2 separate regions of the Zea mays genome follow, and region 2 is linked to region 1. Evidence: chromatin contacts called from public Hi-C data. All regions are on one chromosome and are shown on one strand. The core of a region is the stretch at or near the end of the contact, and the rest is flanking DNA. Distances in the headings are between cores, read along the strand shown.

Region 1 (6,808 bases), core at 2,505-5,004:
GCTAGGTGGAGAATATCAAGAGACAAGGCTTGGCTATGATAGACTGAGTTGCTAATGTGAAGGACAAATCGGAAGCTCAGGTGTTATGGACCATGTGGCGGTGAAGCTATAACAAGGGCTAACGTTGATGGACTGAGTGCAATGGTGAAGAGCAAGCAAATTCGTGATCAATAAACCAATAAGGCCATGTAGTGTCATGAGGTGGATCATATTATTAAATGTAGACCAAGCCAAGTGTTGATCTGTGTTCTTGATCAAGTGACTTAATGAAGAATGGGTGAACTTCATGTTATAAAGAATGGTCAAAGTAGTATAGTTGATCATTGTTCATCATTTGATGAAGGAACATCATGCTTCGAATAACTATCAAAGGTAATGTAATTAGCTATACTATTGTTGATCATTTGATAAAAGATAATGGAAGAACTTCATACTACATGCAATGATAAAGGTAGGATAGTTGAATACTATCGGAGAAGAAATTCTCCGACCGGGTGGCGGAGTGCACCCGCCCTAAGTCCTAACTTAAGTGTTTTGCTTGTTGATAGATGTAGGGATGAACACGCAAGAGTTTAGAGTGGTTCGGGCCGCCGGAGCGTAATACCCTACTCCACTATGTGTTGTATTGCTTGAGTTGTGTCTTGGATGACTTGGGTCTCAGCCTAAAGATTCAGCCTGTGTTGTAACGTCGCATGCCTCCCCTTTTATAGCTAAAGGGGGACATGTACAAGAAAACTGAGCCCCGACATGTGGGCCCAGGAACATAGCGGATGTAGCTACTAATACTTGCTGCTGGAGCGATCTTCTTGCGCCCTGACACCCAAGATCTGTATAGTCTCGGCGTGCGGGGGGGAGCTTCTCGTACAAGGGATGAGTACAGTGCGCCGCGCAGCACGGGCGCACTGTTTCGGCAACGGACTGGACAGGTGCGCCGTCTGCAGGGTGGCCCTGGCGCCGCCTGCCAGCGGAATGGACAGGACGCAATAAATGTCGTGGGAGCACATCGCCTGTCAGAAGGGTGGACAGGTGGCGTGTCCTTTCCGCAATAAATGTGGAGGCCGTGCGGCCCAGAGCCCTTACGTCATGCTCCGCCCGCTGGCCTACGTCACGGACAATAAGCCATGTGGCAACATTAGACCCTCGACCGAGTGGGGAGCGGAGGCGCTCCGGATAGAGCCTGGACATGCGTCAATACCGGACCCAGGCCTAGGCCACGACACTTCCTCTCCCGGGACCTTGTTATGGGTGGTCCGGAGCTCACTTGGTGGGGTCCGAACCTTATCCAATGGCTCCGGGCTGCTTTACTTCGAGGGTCCGGGTTGTGCGTACAGAGGTCATGTGCCTTCTGGGTCTGACGGCGTTGTCTCCGAGAACGCCACCTTAACTGCCCCATGAGATACTCCTAGGGCTGTTCTCGGCGCGGCTAAGCGTAGCCGCACAGCCATCGTGCCTTCATACCGTAGCAAGGGATACCCCTAATCCAGGGTACCGACAGATACACTTAGGGGTGGTAATGGATCACGATCTAAAGTTAGATACACTTAGAGATGGTAATGGATCACGATCTAAATATTTATAAGGGGTTGTTTGATTTCTAGAAACTAATTTTTAGTCTCTCTATTTTATTCCATTTAAAATAGAATAAAATGGAGGGACTAATTAGTCCCTAAAAACCAAATATCCCTTAAGTTAGGACTCTTAATTAATTTTAGTTTCAAAAATAAATACGAAGAGTTTGATCCTAATCCAATTTGATCTTTAAATTTTATAGTGTAAAATTTAGAACTCATTACCACGATATACTACGGATGATCATAGTTCATCACTTAATGAAGGATAATAAGGGAACTTTATGTTGTGCAATGATTAAAGGTGTTCGTCATTAACATGGGAGATCATTTTGAGTGGTATACTACTAAGTGAGGGTTGAATCTTAGTTTTTTTTAATTCTAGATTGATCTACCGTGTTTTGAGTCTATTATTCAGCAGATTGTGTATCCTTTTGAATAAGATTTCTAAATTAGTGAACATTTCAACTTCTCTATGACTCAAGAATTAAATCCATGACTCCAGTGCTAAAATGGTCGTACGAAACAAATGAATAAGAGTGGAGATACGACTTCAAAACTTATAAATCCATGACCCCAGTGCTAAAATGGTCGTACAAAAAAAGCCAACAGATTTCACCACAGGTTTCAGTCTAGTTTTGAATGATATCACAACCTCCCTTCTCCCACCCAACCTTCCTCGTCCTCTCTTCAAAGATCAAATGATGATCCGTTTAAATCCCTTCATTACAGTTGAATTAAAATATATTTAGTGCACTGAATATCAAGCTTAATTTTTTTACATCCCATGATTTTAAAAATTCTGATATAAATATATCTTAAATTTTTATATAATAGAGGATAAAAACTAATTATATACATCACTGTATTACATTTCTTTCTAATTTGCAACTTACAGTATGCTCTTTAGCTCGCTACTCAGATGCAGTTTTATCTCTGCCAACAACAATATACAAATATATACGCCATCCTACCATATTATCTTAATTGATCGATATTCCTAAATTATGATCATACAATAGATTTTAATTCAAAGGACCTGAACAGAACCTGAGCGAAAACAAAACGGTAGACCTTTTGACATCATAGCAGAGACTACAAGTTCATGAACACGGCCCGAACCGGGCGTTCCAGCTCATGAAAATTTAATTTATATAAATTAGAAAAATAATCCGGCTAGAATCATTCCTAAGCTCCAATCCCCAATCCGTGAAAACAGAACAGGACCTAAGTTTATCTCCATTAGCTTCCTCATCCCCACCTCCTATTCTAAAATTGCAGTAGTCATAGCCTTATAGTGCTGCAACCCAGAATTAGGTTGCAATCTTAACAGAAACCAGAATTAGTGAACATTGATCCACTGGAAGCAAGACATCTTAAAGGTCAAAGTTGAAAAGAAAATTGACAATCAGTAGAATTAAGACTAATGGTAAAACTGTGTACTGCAGTTTGACTGAACTAATGGAAATTCGAAATTATGGTAGAACTATCCGAGGAAACAATTCACAAATTCTTTTTTTTTAAAACATGTTCCCTTCCAAAGCTTAGACATCTCCATTTGATTTGGCAAAGAGTCGCACGAGTGATGAGCTCACAGAAGCGCTGCAGAAAACAGCTGCCACATAATGGTCATACACTACAGGGAACTCGATGCCCCGGATGAAGACACCTAGAACTGCAACAGGAAGGGAGGAAGTTCCAGAGAAAAACTCTCTGGGACCTCGTCGTTAATTTTGCATGGCTATGACTCGACACGCTCCCACATAGCAAAAGGGAGGCGATCTTAAGGGCCATGCATACAAAGCAAAGTGTTACGGTCAGTGACCAAGAAACCAAGATTGAAATACTGCATGTACTATCGCTCCGGGTTCCAAAATGCGGCACTAGACGCACGCGCTAAGCGGATGGGTAACGCTTCGCTTGGGGCACAAGCGCTAACATAGCGGCGCGGCCGCCTAGGTGGAGCAGCAGCGGCTGCTGGCTCCCGCTACCCGCCCACGGCGAGCAGTGCAGCCGCCGGGGTGCGGCGCGACGGCCCACCGGAGGCGGGAGGTGCGCACGCAGAGTCGCTGCCCTGTGTGCGGAGGACCGGAGGCGAGGTTTGCGACCCCGTGCTCAATGCGGCGGCGGAGTGGGGGAGAGAAGGTTAGGGTTGGGAAGAGGGACGCGAGGAGAGGATGCAGAAATGTGCGTGTATTTGTAGACCTGTGGAGATATGGAATGGGGCTTCATCTTAGCAGGCCTTTTCTAGAGAGATTGGGCTTGGTTTGTTGTAGGTTTCTACATGGACCCCGTAGTGGGCCTATGTAACTTCGACCGGTTCCACTGTGTTTTTCCCCCTCTTGGCTGCCACCACGATCGGTTCACTTTTGTCGGGTTTTTTTTTATAAAGTTCATATGTATTCAAACATTAACAACATAGTACATAGATTAAAGAATGAAATTCTCCGCTACATGGAAGTAGCCACCTTGCTACTGAGCGTAAGGTATAAGTGCTCCTAAAGAATGCATCTAAAGTGCCCATATGACGAGATACACTTCAACAATTTTTTGCAAAAACAAAGGTGATACAACCATTTCTTTTAACAAGCGTTGTAGCCATCAGTTGTACCACCGTTTAAAAAGGCATTCTTGCTGGCCTATTTCTAGCGCTGACAAGCTTCATCATAACCTACCTCGGTTTATCCATCACCATCAGGCATTATAGAAGAATCGATGTCCAGCTGCTGATAAATAAAACTTTAGGCACAGATTCGATGCTTGGAATTGAATTCTATTTTAATAATCATAATTTAAGCATAGATCTAATATAGTTTTATATAAAATATATTTATATACTATTGCTGGTCATAACGAGAGATATATTTATGTAGATAGATATTTATGTATTATATTTCTACTATAGAGGACGAGCCAGAGAGCATGTTATAAGTTACAAAATAGAATTATGGACTAGTGATATATAAAATCAATTTCCATCCACTAGTCCTACGAATTTAGAATAGACTTATATCTAAACTTTAGAAAGTGGTGGAAAGTCAAATTTCAAACCAAATAACCTACTATTAAATACAATTCCAATTTCTTAAAAATAAAGAAATCCAAACGCACCTCACAGAAACTATCAAAGTGGCAAGGTAGAATCTTCACATAAGCAAGTAGGTGGGATGAGCCTTACAAATGTGTCTTTACCTCGTGACCAATTATCTCCTCGCGGTAATAAAATACCCAAGGGACTATTTAAAAAACCATATTTCCTCCATTTTAATTTATAATTCGTTTAACTTTTTTACCTTAAGTTTGACATGTTTGTCTTACTAAAAATCATAATTATTATTAACTTTTACTGTGATATCGTTTAGTATATAATACTTTAGATACGGCTTTAAATTTTTTATTTTTCCATAACGAGACGGTCAAATTTGGCACATAAAGTCAAACAAATTATAAATTGGGACAGAAGGGGAAGGTGTTTCTTTCGGATAGCATATGCCCAACTATCATGAGAGAAATGAAGGTCGACTAGCCAAGATATTATCAATTTTAAGAAAACTAAATATAGCTCATGTTGACGCTATGATCTCGAGGAGGGGAGGAGTTGACGGTGGCGGCAGCAGTGCGAGGGGAGGGGTTGACGACGATGGTGGTAGCGCGAGTGAAGGGGAGGGGTGGCAGGGACACAGAGGAGGGGAAGGGGGAGGCTAGGTGCGATTTGGAGTCGTGGGGGAGGGAGAGGAACAAGGGATGATTAAAATAATATTGTCGATTGGATTTGAGTAAGGAATAGAGGGTTATCTAACGATCTGAACCGTTAGTATTGATGGTGTGTTAATCTGTGTGTAATTTGTTTGGTAGATTTAGTGGAGGTATAGGTGTACATTCGGGCCGCCCGACCCGGCCTGGCCCAAGCCCGAAAAGGCATGTATTGTTTGAATTTCGGGTCGGCCCGACCCGTTTGAATTTCGGGCCGTGCCGGGCCGGCCCATGGGCCTAGCCCTCGGCCCACGGCCCGGCCCGTAATTGCTTAAACGTGCCGGGCTCATTTCGGGCGGCCCGAAATTATAAAAGCCCGAAATTCACATTACGGCCCGAAATTCAATTTTAGGCCCGAAATTCAGTTTTTGGCCCAAAATTCACATTAGAGCCCTAAATTCAAAAAAAATAATAAAACAAATAAAAGATAAGACAAATAAATTTGAACAAAATCAAACTTAGTATTTGTATTAAAGTTACCACAGCTATGCAATGACTACCTCGTTTATAAATCATTTTGTTAGAAGGAAAAAGAGTATAATCAGCTCTATACAAAGTTCGTAAGTTCAGTTTATTGTCTAATGTTCATAACAAAAGCAAAATTACATCACACACTCTAATTCAAAGCTACAAAAAACATCTAACTAGCATTATCTCTAGCTTTGTGTTATTTATCAAGTATATGAAAGTGTGGAATAAAGTGTAGTTTTAATAAATATATGGGACTTTTCGTGCCTCTATATGGGCCATTTCGTGCCTGCCTTAAACGGGTCGTGCTCGTGCCCGCCCATGGGTCGTGACCTCGGCTCAAACCCGGCCCGATATAACGGGCCGTGCCGGCCCGGCACTAAATTATTTCGGGCCGTGCCGTGCCTGGGCCGTGCTTTTTTTCGTGCTTCGGGCCGGCCCACCAGGCCCGGCCCAAATGTACACCTATAAGTGGAGGTTATGAGAGTGTGGGGGTGATTTGGTTGAATGAGTTTTGCAAAGTTTAAACTAACAGATTATACAGTGGTATATATAATGGGCTAGGGAACATAAATTTAGAAAGATTTGCGTGTGATTTAAGTTTAGATATCAGATAGCCTTAGCACAAATGCACCTCATCCAACCAGGGTTTTTATGCCACGATATAAACTTACCTAGTTGGTTTATTATCGATGAAGCCATGGAACTAGAGATGGCAATGGGTACCCGCTACCCGAAACCCGGTGGGTTTTTGCTCTATTAGGGTATGGGTTTGGGTCAATTTCTCTACCCATGGGTTTGTTAATGGGTTCAAATGGAAACCCAACGGGTACGTGGGCATGGGTTTGTTCTTCCACTACCCATACCCAAAAACCCATGGGTTTTTAAAACCCGCCTTAAAATCAACATTTCTTATAAATATGTCTCATAATATTATTAATTGAATATGTTCTAATTGAAATAAACTTCATGTAACAAATTTTAGGCTAAAATTAGTTATCACTTGTTCCTTTTATGCT
Region 2 (6,808 bases), core at 1,767-4,266, 260 kb after region 1:
GCCCATGGGCTCGCTTCTCTGTAAGGGTCTAGCATGTTGTGGGCTTAAACGAGTCGATTAGTCTGATAAGCACGGTAAAAAAGGCATGTGTCAGCTCGGACCCGTCAGCTAAAACACCCTCTCAAAACACATAGAAAACTAGATTAAATTAAACCATTCTCATTAGAGAAAACCCCAGGAACGCATAAGCAGAAAATCGTAACCACAAATTAAACTTAAATGAGTTTAGATAAGTTGTTTGCTGCTGGGAGGGATTTTATATATGGCGGCCGAGTAGCGGGCCTTAGACTGGCTCCAGCAGCAACCTGTAAAAGCTCATGTCCTCTAAATATAGAGGTTTGTCAGATCATTTATCCTTTCAACGAGGGACTCTAAAAGGTCTTCTAAAATTTAGAGGATGACATGCGTGCGCTATGTATAGAGGGTATACGGTGGTGCTCTATACACTGTGCTAATTTCTGTGTCTGTGCTTTCACGTGCTGACGAGCGTAAAAAATAATATAGAATGTCAAATCTGATAACACTGTTGATATAGAGGATGAAATTTAGGGAATATTGCTGGAGATGAAGAAGATATAGAGTATAGAATCTTTTAGAGAGTGCTGTAAAGACCAAAGAATATTCTTTTAGGGGATGAAATTTAGGAGACATTGCTGGAGACAGTCTTAGCAGGCTACGCCGGATCGATCCAACTGGCTCATTTCTCTGCACGGGCAGGTAGGAAACCATTCGGGCGGGGCTAGTATCAAGCCAAGATCGTGGGCTTCCAGGCCACTGGCTTTCTGTATATGTATACGCGTAGGAGTGGTAATAGATCACGATATAAATGTTTCTTCACAATCAGTTAAAGTCTTTAAATAATTTTAGTTCAAAAATAAATACTAATAGAGCCTAATTCTAATCTGATTTGATCCTTAAATTTTATAATGTAAAATCTAGAGCTCATTACCACCTCTATATATGCGAGACTACCTGCATCGGTCGCTCTAAAGATCCCTCTAAAACTTTATGGGCACCTTAAAGCTGCAGCAGTCGTCACTAAAGAACATCCTAAATTTAGGGCCAGAAAGCTAACCCTAAATCTAGGGTGTTCACTCTCATTCCCTCTAAGCTTTTTATACTCTACACTACAAATTAAATACAAAATTTACGTGCCATTTTAGATTATGAAAAATACATAAGTAAAAAAATCTAATTTAAAATATATTAGAAATATAATGTATTATATATAGGGGTTGGATTTAGAGAGAACCGTTGCGAAAGCTAAGATTTAGGGGGCATAGAATAGTTTAGAGGATGGTGAAAAGTGGGATTTAGAAAATGATATGGAGGCAGTTTCATGGACCAGGGACCACCGTGGGAGCTTGTGTGTGTACGATCCAGGAGACCGACTGGAGGGGGAGAGTGAATAGATAGTTTTAACTTAACTAAAATCAAAGATAATAGAGAAATTTAATCAATACAACAAGAGATATAATTTCTCTAGCTACAACAAGTAAACAATCTATGAGGAACAATTATGGCAATGCTAGAAATGAGAGACAATACACAAATTACTATCTACTTGCAAAGTACTCCGTAATAAGTAATGAGTGAAGAGAATGACATCGAATTTTATCCTGTGGTATCGATGATTTGTCGATCACCCCTAATACACATTGAGGTGGACTTCAAGCTCTCACTTGCTCCTCTATCAAGACCCGACTTGATCTTTGTGCCAAGTGGACAAGAAATCACTAATACCTCGATTCCACTAGCGTCGTCTTTACCGCTCCGGCGAGGTAGGCGCGAACATCTCATAATCAACACTGTGTCTCCTCCACAATCTTCACGGAGAGCTCGACGAAGACAACACATAAGTCGTCTAGGAGGCAGCAACCTCTAAGAGTAACAAGCCGATGACGCTTGTGTTAAGAATATATCATTTCTAAAAATAATTTTTAGATGGAGGGAGTAATGCATTTCAAGTGCTAACGTTCGTTCTTGGTTGCCTTTAAAAAAAGAAACATGTGGACTGTCCGGTGCGCACGACGGCAGAAACAACCAGCTAGCCCAAGCAACATACCAACATATGTTATAGACATTTTCAAGTGCTCAAGCCCCAAGTGCTTAATAAAATCACTCGTTGATTAGCGTAATTGCTTTGTGAAGTGCTTAGGTTATTAGTTAGACCGCTTATGTGCTTGCTCTAGGTAAATCCTAGTTAGTTGGGTGAGTTTAGAAAAACCCACAAAACCCCTCGGCTCTAGTGGAGCCATTGTAATTGTACTGAGTGGGGCGAGAGTCTTGCGAGACAGTGATAACCGAGTTTATGTCACGGCCGCCACCGTGTACTGAAGGGAACGAGGCCCGCGGCGTTTCGACTGGAAGGTCGATAGTGGATATGGTGGGGAGCGTCCGAGAGGAGCCAAAAACGGAGCACCACTTGCGTGTGGAGAAGACACGCGGCTCTCTACGCAGTTACTCGACCGTGGTGCTTGGTCCTCGCATGAGCTACCCTTTGCGTAGGGGCACAAATGTGGATTAGTCGGGACCTAGTGTGGTTTCAGATACCTCATAAAAATACCGGCGTCATTCACGAGAGTTTGCATCTCTACCATTGCTCTTTACCTTCTGCATTTACATTGAGTACTTAAGTTTCAACCTCTTCTTTCTAGTTAGAATATTTAGGATTAGAACTTAGGTTTTACGATAGAGATAGCAACACTTAGATAAAACATAGTTTGCACATTTTAGATTGCTTATTTGCATATGTTTTATTCTAGTGTTAATTTGTGGCCTAGTTTTCTAATTCACCTCTTTTTTAGGCGTCACCGTTTTCTACGGTTAGGAGTATGACCTTTTGCGGATGCTGGCACGTGTATATAATGCGCCATGTTGAAATATAGTTGTTCAATATTTTATGAGCTGATCTTGGGCTTTGCCGAGCTTTCATATTGAAATTCAGTTCTTCAGCTTCCTTCAAACAAGCTTGAGCCTCCATGGGCTTTGGTCGAGCCTAGTTTGTCCCCAGCCCGCCTAAGCTCAAAGGCCAACCCGTGTGGCTCACTCCGTTTGTGAATTTAGAGCTTGTTTGGCATAAAGGAGAGATATTCAGTTTTTTGGGATTCTGAAAAGAGAGATTTTACTACATTCGTAGGTACTGTAGCAAATATCTGTGCAGCTGTGCCTGTGCTTGTAGTTGTAGGTCAGTGCTTGCATGTGCTATCCTCATGCATGTTGGAGCGGTGGTGCACGAGCACGACCCTTTTTTTTTTTTTTGGTTTGTGGATCTGTTGCGGCCCGTTTATGGCAGACAGTCTCAATCTTCATGTCGAAGGTATTAATGCCTATGCATTGGTGCTGCACCAATACTGCTCTCCCAGGTCAAACCATCTTGCTACCTTGTAGTGAGATCGCACTTGGCTCCAAAAATTGACTTTTGGTATTCAAAATAATTTGGCAGCATATACAAATACATATTTAAACTCTGCTTACCTTGTTGATCCGCGTTAGATTCTTAGTGGGATGTGTGCGGTGTGCCTGTGAGCACTACGTCTTCTTGTCGGCATGGAGCCATGGACACACGAGCGTGTGCATGTCTTCGCGGCACATGTCTACCGTTACCATGCACGTACTGAATTCTCGCTCGCTATCTCTGTATATTCGAACATTTTAATATAAAAAAATTACAGTATGAGTCTCCATCCTGATTTCTCAAAGAAAAAAAATCCTGTAATATTCCTGTTTGGAGGAGTCCTAACTCCTGTTCGATAGAACTCTCCGGTTGGCTACCCCTTAGGGCCATTCGGTTGACAGGGAATAAAAGGCCGAAATTGTTCCTGTCCAGATTGCTTCTCTAATTTATATAAGTTTTGATCAACAGAAACAATTCTTGGTGTATTCATGTAGAAACGAACGGACCCTTAATAATTTCATCAGCTGTCCTATCGTTTGAATGCTACTATGCCAGATTACACTAGTGCTTGGGACTATCTATCTGCTACAAAACCTCTCAAACAAATATATTAGAAGCATAGAGCTGAACTATTTGGAGCATATATGTAAGGCAAATATAAGCTGGAACAGCACATGAACAAGGGGAAAAAAAGATACTGAATAAGATCTAGAGTGGTCATATGGGTTGACATTAGGACTATGTGGTTTGAACTAATGACACTTGTTTATTCAGGACGGCCTATAATCGATTTCCATGGACACAGTATCTTGAAGCAACTGGGTTAATGCTTAGTCTCAGTTTCTTTCAGTAGTCTACTCCTGGGTTTGTACCAGCATTAAAAAGAAGGATTAATGTGGTGCCTGCTGCACTCTCTGAGTCCACTATCTTCAAACTAATACTACTATGTCTTCACCTCCGATTTACAGATCAGTGTCACACTTACAGATACTACTTCAAATCACTGAGATCTTTGGGCAAATGTTTTAGCGATAAGTTTTTTGCTTAATGTTATCTCGGTGCGAAGTGATTAGCTGCAAATGATCCCATATCGTCTCATCGTTTCAATTGACAGATGTCTTGATAAGTGCAGTCTTATGTTTGGAGTTATTGAGCACCAGGCTGCTGCTGAAAAGGTAACTTTTGCGGTGCTTACAGAAATTATAAATTCATCAACAGTTAACACTGTTGACGCCTTTTTGGAGGCGCCAATTACTCAAGAGAACCAGCGGCGGTGCTCTCTGCACAGGGGCGGACGGTCCGGGCGCGGGGGCCGGACGGTCCGCGGCCTGGCGCGAGGCGGCGGTGCTCTCTGGTCAGGCGCGGACGGTCCGCGGCACAGGGCCGGACGGTCCGCGACCTGGTGCAGGAGCCTGGGTTCCCTGCCTGACGGCCGGACGGTCCGCGCCCTAGGGCCGGACGGTCCGCGCGTGCGCAGGGGCGGCGGAAGATCGCCGACGGCGCCTGGATCTCGCTCCCGGGAGGGACCCCGTCGGGGAGTAGAGATCCTAGGTTGTGTCTAGGCTCGGGCCGGCCGACCTAGACTCCTCTAATCGACGTAGAGTCGAAGAGAGACGAAGAATTTGAGGATCGAGAGGCTAAACCTAAACTAGACTAGAACTACTCCTAGGATAAAATGCGAAATAGAAGTTGTATTGATTCGATTGTTGATGATTACAAATCGGCCGTAGACCTCTCTATTTATATAGGAGGGGGGCTGGACCCTTTACACAACTAATTCCGAGCTAATCCCGCGAATATAGCTAACAACCGTAGCACAAAACTCGGAACCCTAATCTGTTCTGCGCACGCGCGGACAGTCCGGCCCACAGGCGCGGACCGTCCGGCCTCAGGGCCGGACAGTCCGCCGGCTCATTTCTGGTTCGAACATATGCCCCCCTGCCTTTTGGTGGAGCTGGGCGAACCAAAAGCAACTAACTCGATGTGATCACATCGGTTTTCTTAAGCATCTTGCCACATACTAGGATGGTACTGTTTGAGGAAACGCCCATTCAAAGCCTTAGGTAAATCCTTGCCTTGTAATGTTTGTAGTAAATAAGCGTTACCAGACATCACCTGTTTCACTTTATAAGGACCCTCCCAGCTTGGCGACCATTTCCCGAACTTTCGGTCTTTATTCCTTAAAGGTAGAATGGTCTTCCACACCAAGTCTCCTACTTGGAATGATTTTGCTTTGACCTTCTTGTTGTAGGCCCTGGCTACCATGATCTTGTCCTTTTCTATTGCTCCCAAAGCTATCATCCTCTTGTCGGTCACCTCATCAATATTATCCATCATTGAATTATAATAATCAGTAGCAGTTAGATCATTTTGTCTGGCAAACCTGACAGCATTCAAACTTATTTCCACAGGTAACACTGCTTCCTGCCCATAGACAAGCTCAAAAGGAGATACTTTAGTAGCACTATGTTTAGATATTCTATGAGCCCATAAAGCTTCAGACAAAATCTGATGCCAATGTTTAGGATTATCAGATACCTTCTTCTTTATCAAATTAATCAACGTCCTATTACTAGACTCGGCCTGTCCATTGGCCTGAGCATAATATGGCGACGAATTAAGCAGCTTAATTCTGTATAATTCAGCAAATTCACGTACCTCCTTTGACATAAAAGAAGTACCTTGATCTGTAGTCAAGGTCTGGGGAATGCCGAATCTATGAATAATATGCTCAGTTATGAACTCAATTACCTCCTTGTGCGTCATGTTCTTTAGAGCGACGGCTTCAGTCCATTTGGTGAAATAGTCAGTGGCAACTAACACAAACCAATGCCCCTTTGATGATGAAGGATGGATTTCTCCAATAAAGTCTAATCCCCATCCTCTGAATGGCCAAGGCTTGATGATAGGATGTAATTCGGCTGCAGGGACCAACTGTAGGTCGCCGAATTTTTGACACACTTGGCACCCCTTGTAGTATTTGAAACAATCAGCTGTCATACTAGGCCAATAAAAACCAGACCTTCGCAACAACCACTTCATCTTTGGAGCTAATTGATGGGTACCACAAATTCCTTCATGTACTTCGGCCATGGCTAATATAGCATCATCTGGGCCCAAGCACTTAAGCAGGATGTCATTGACTGTTCGGCGGTAAAGTTCATCACTCATCAAAACATACTTGAAAGCTATTCGCCGAATGTTCTTATCTGTCCTGATATTGGGATTTCGTAAATAATTAAGTATAGGTGTCCTCCAATCACTTGCATCGGCTTCATTGTTAGCCGAATTAAGGAAAAGAACATTTCTGGTAACCCCGGATGGTCCGGCGTCATCACGCGGACGGTCCGCGACCTGGGAATTTGGCTTTGTACTGGTTATCAGATTTTCAGTTTTGTGAAACTTCCCTCT

The links. Hi-C and Micro-C count contacts between places; a contact is called where the count stands out from the background.
Region 2: a contact with region 1 is called in a Hi-C map of ear, with 2.4 times the contacts expected there. The contact joins two enhancer-like sites. A contact is called at or near these places in 2 of 25 Hi-C or Micro-C datasets (ear and leaf).

What each region holds. Positions count from the first base shown.
Region 1 is chr10:116,874,432-116,881,239 of Zm-B73-REFERENCE-NAM-5.0, forward strand. No RefSeq gene overlaps it. Among protein-coding and RNA genes, the nearest start is that of LOC103641620, 8.0 kb to the right of the region's middle. Within about 2 kb of position 3,755, at least 20 of the 20 cell types and tissues checked have an H3K27ac peak or open chromatin away from gene starts, as enhancers often do. A contact at or near this core is called in ear, where this site is marked.
Region 2 is chr10:117,132,080-117,138,887 of Zm-B73-REFERENCE-NAM-5.0, forward strand. No RefSeq gene overlaps it. Among protein-coding and RNA genes, the nearest start is that of LOC100278661, 44 kb to the right of the region's middle. Within about 2 kb of position 3,017, at least 7 of the 20 cell types and tissues checked have an H3K27ac peak or open chromatin away from gene starts, as enhancers often do. A contact at or near this core is called in ear, where this site is marked.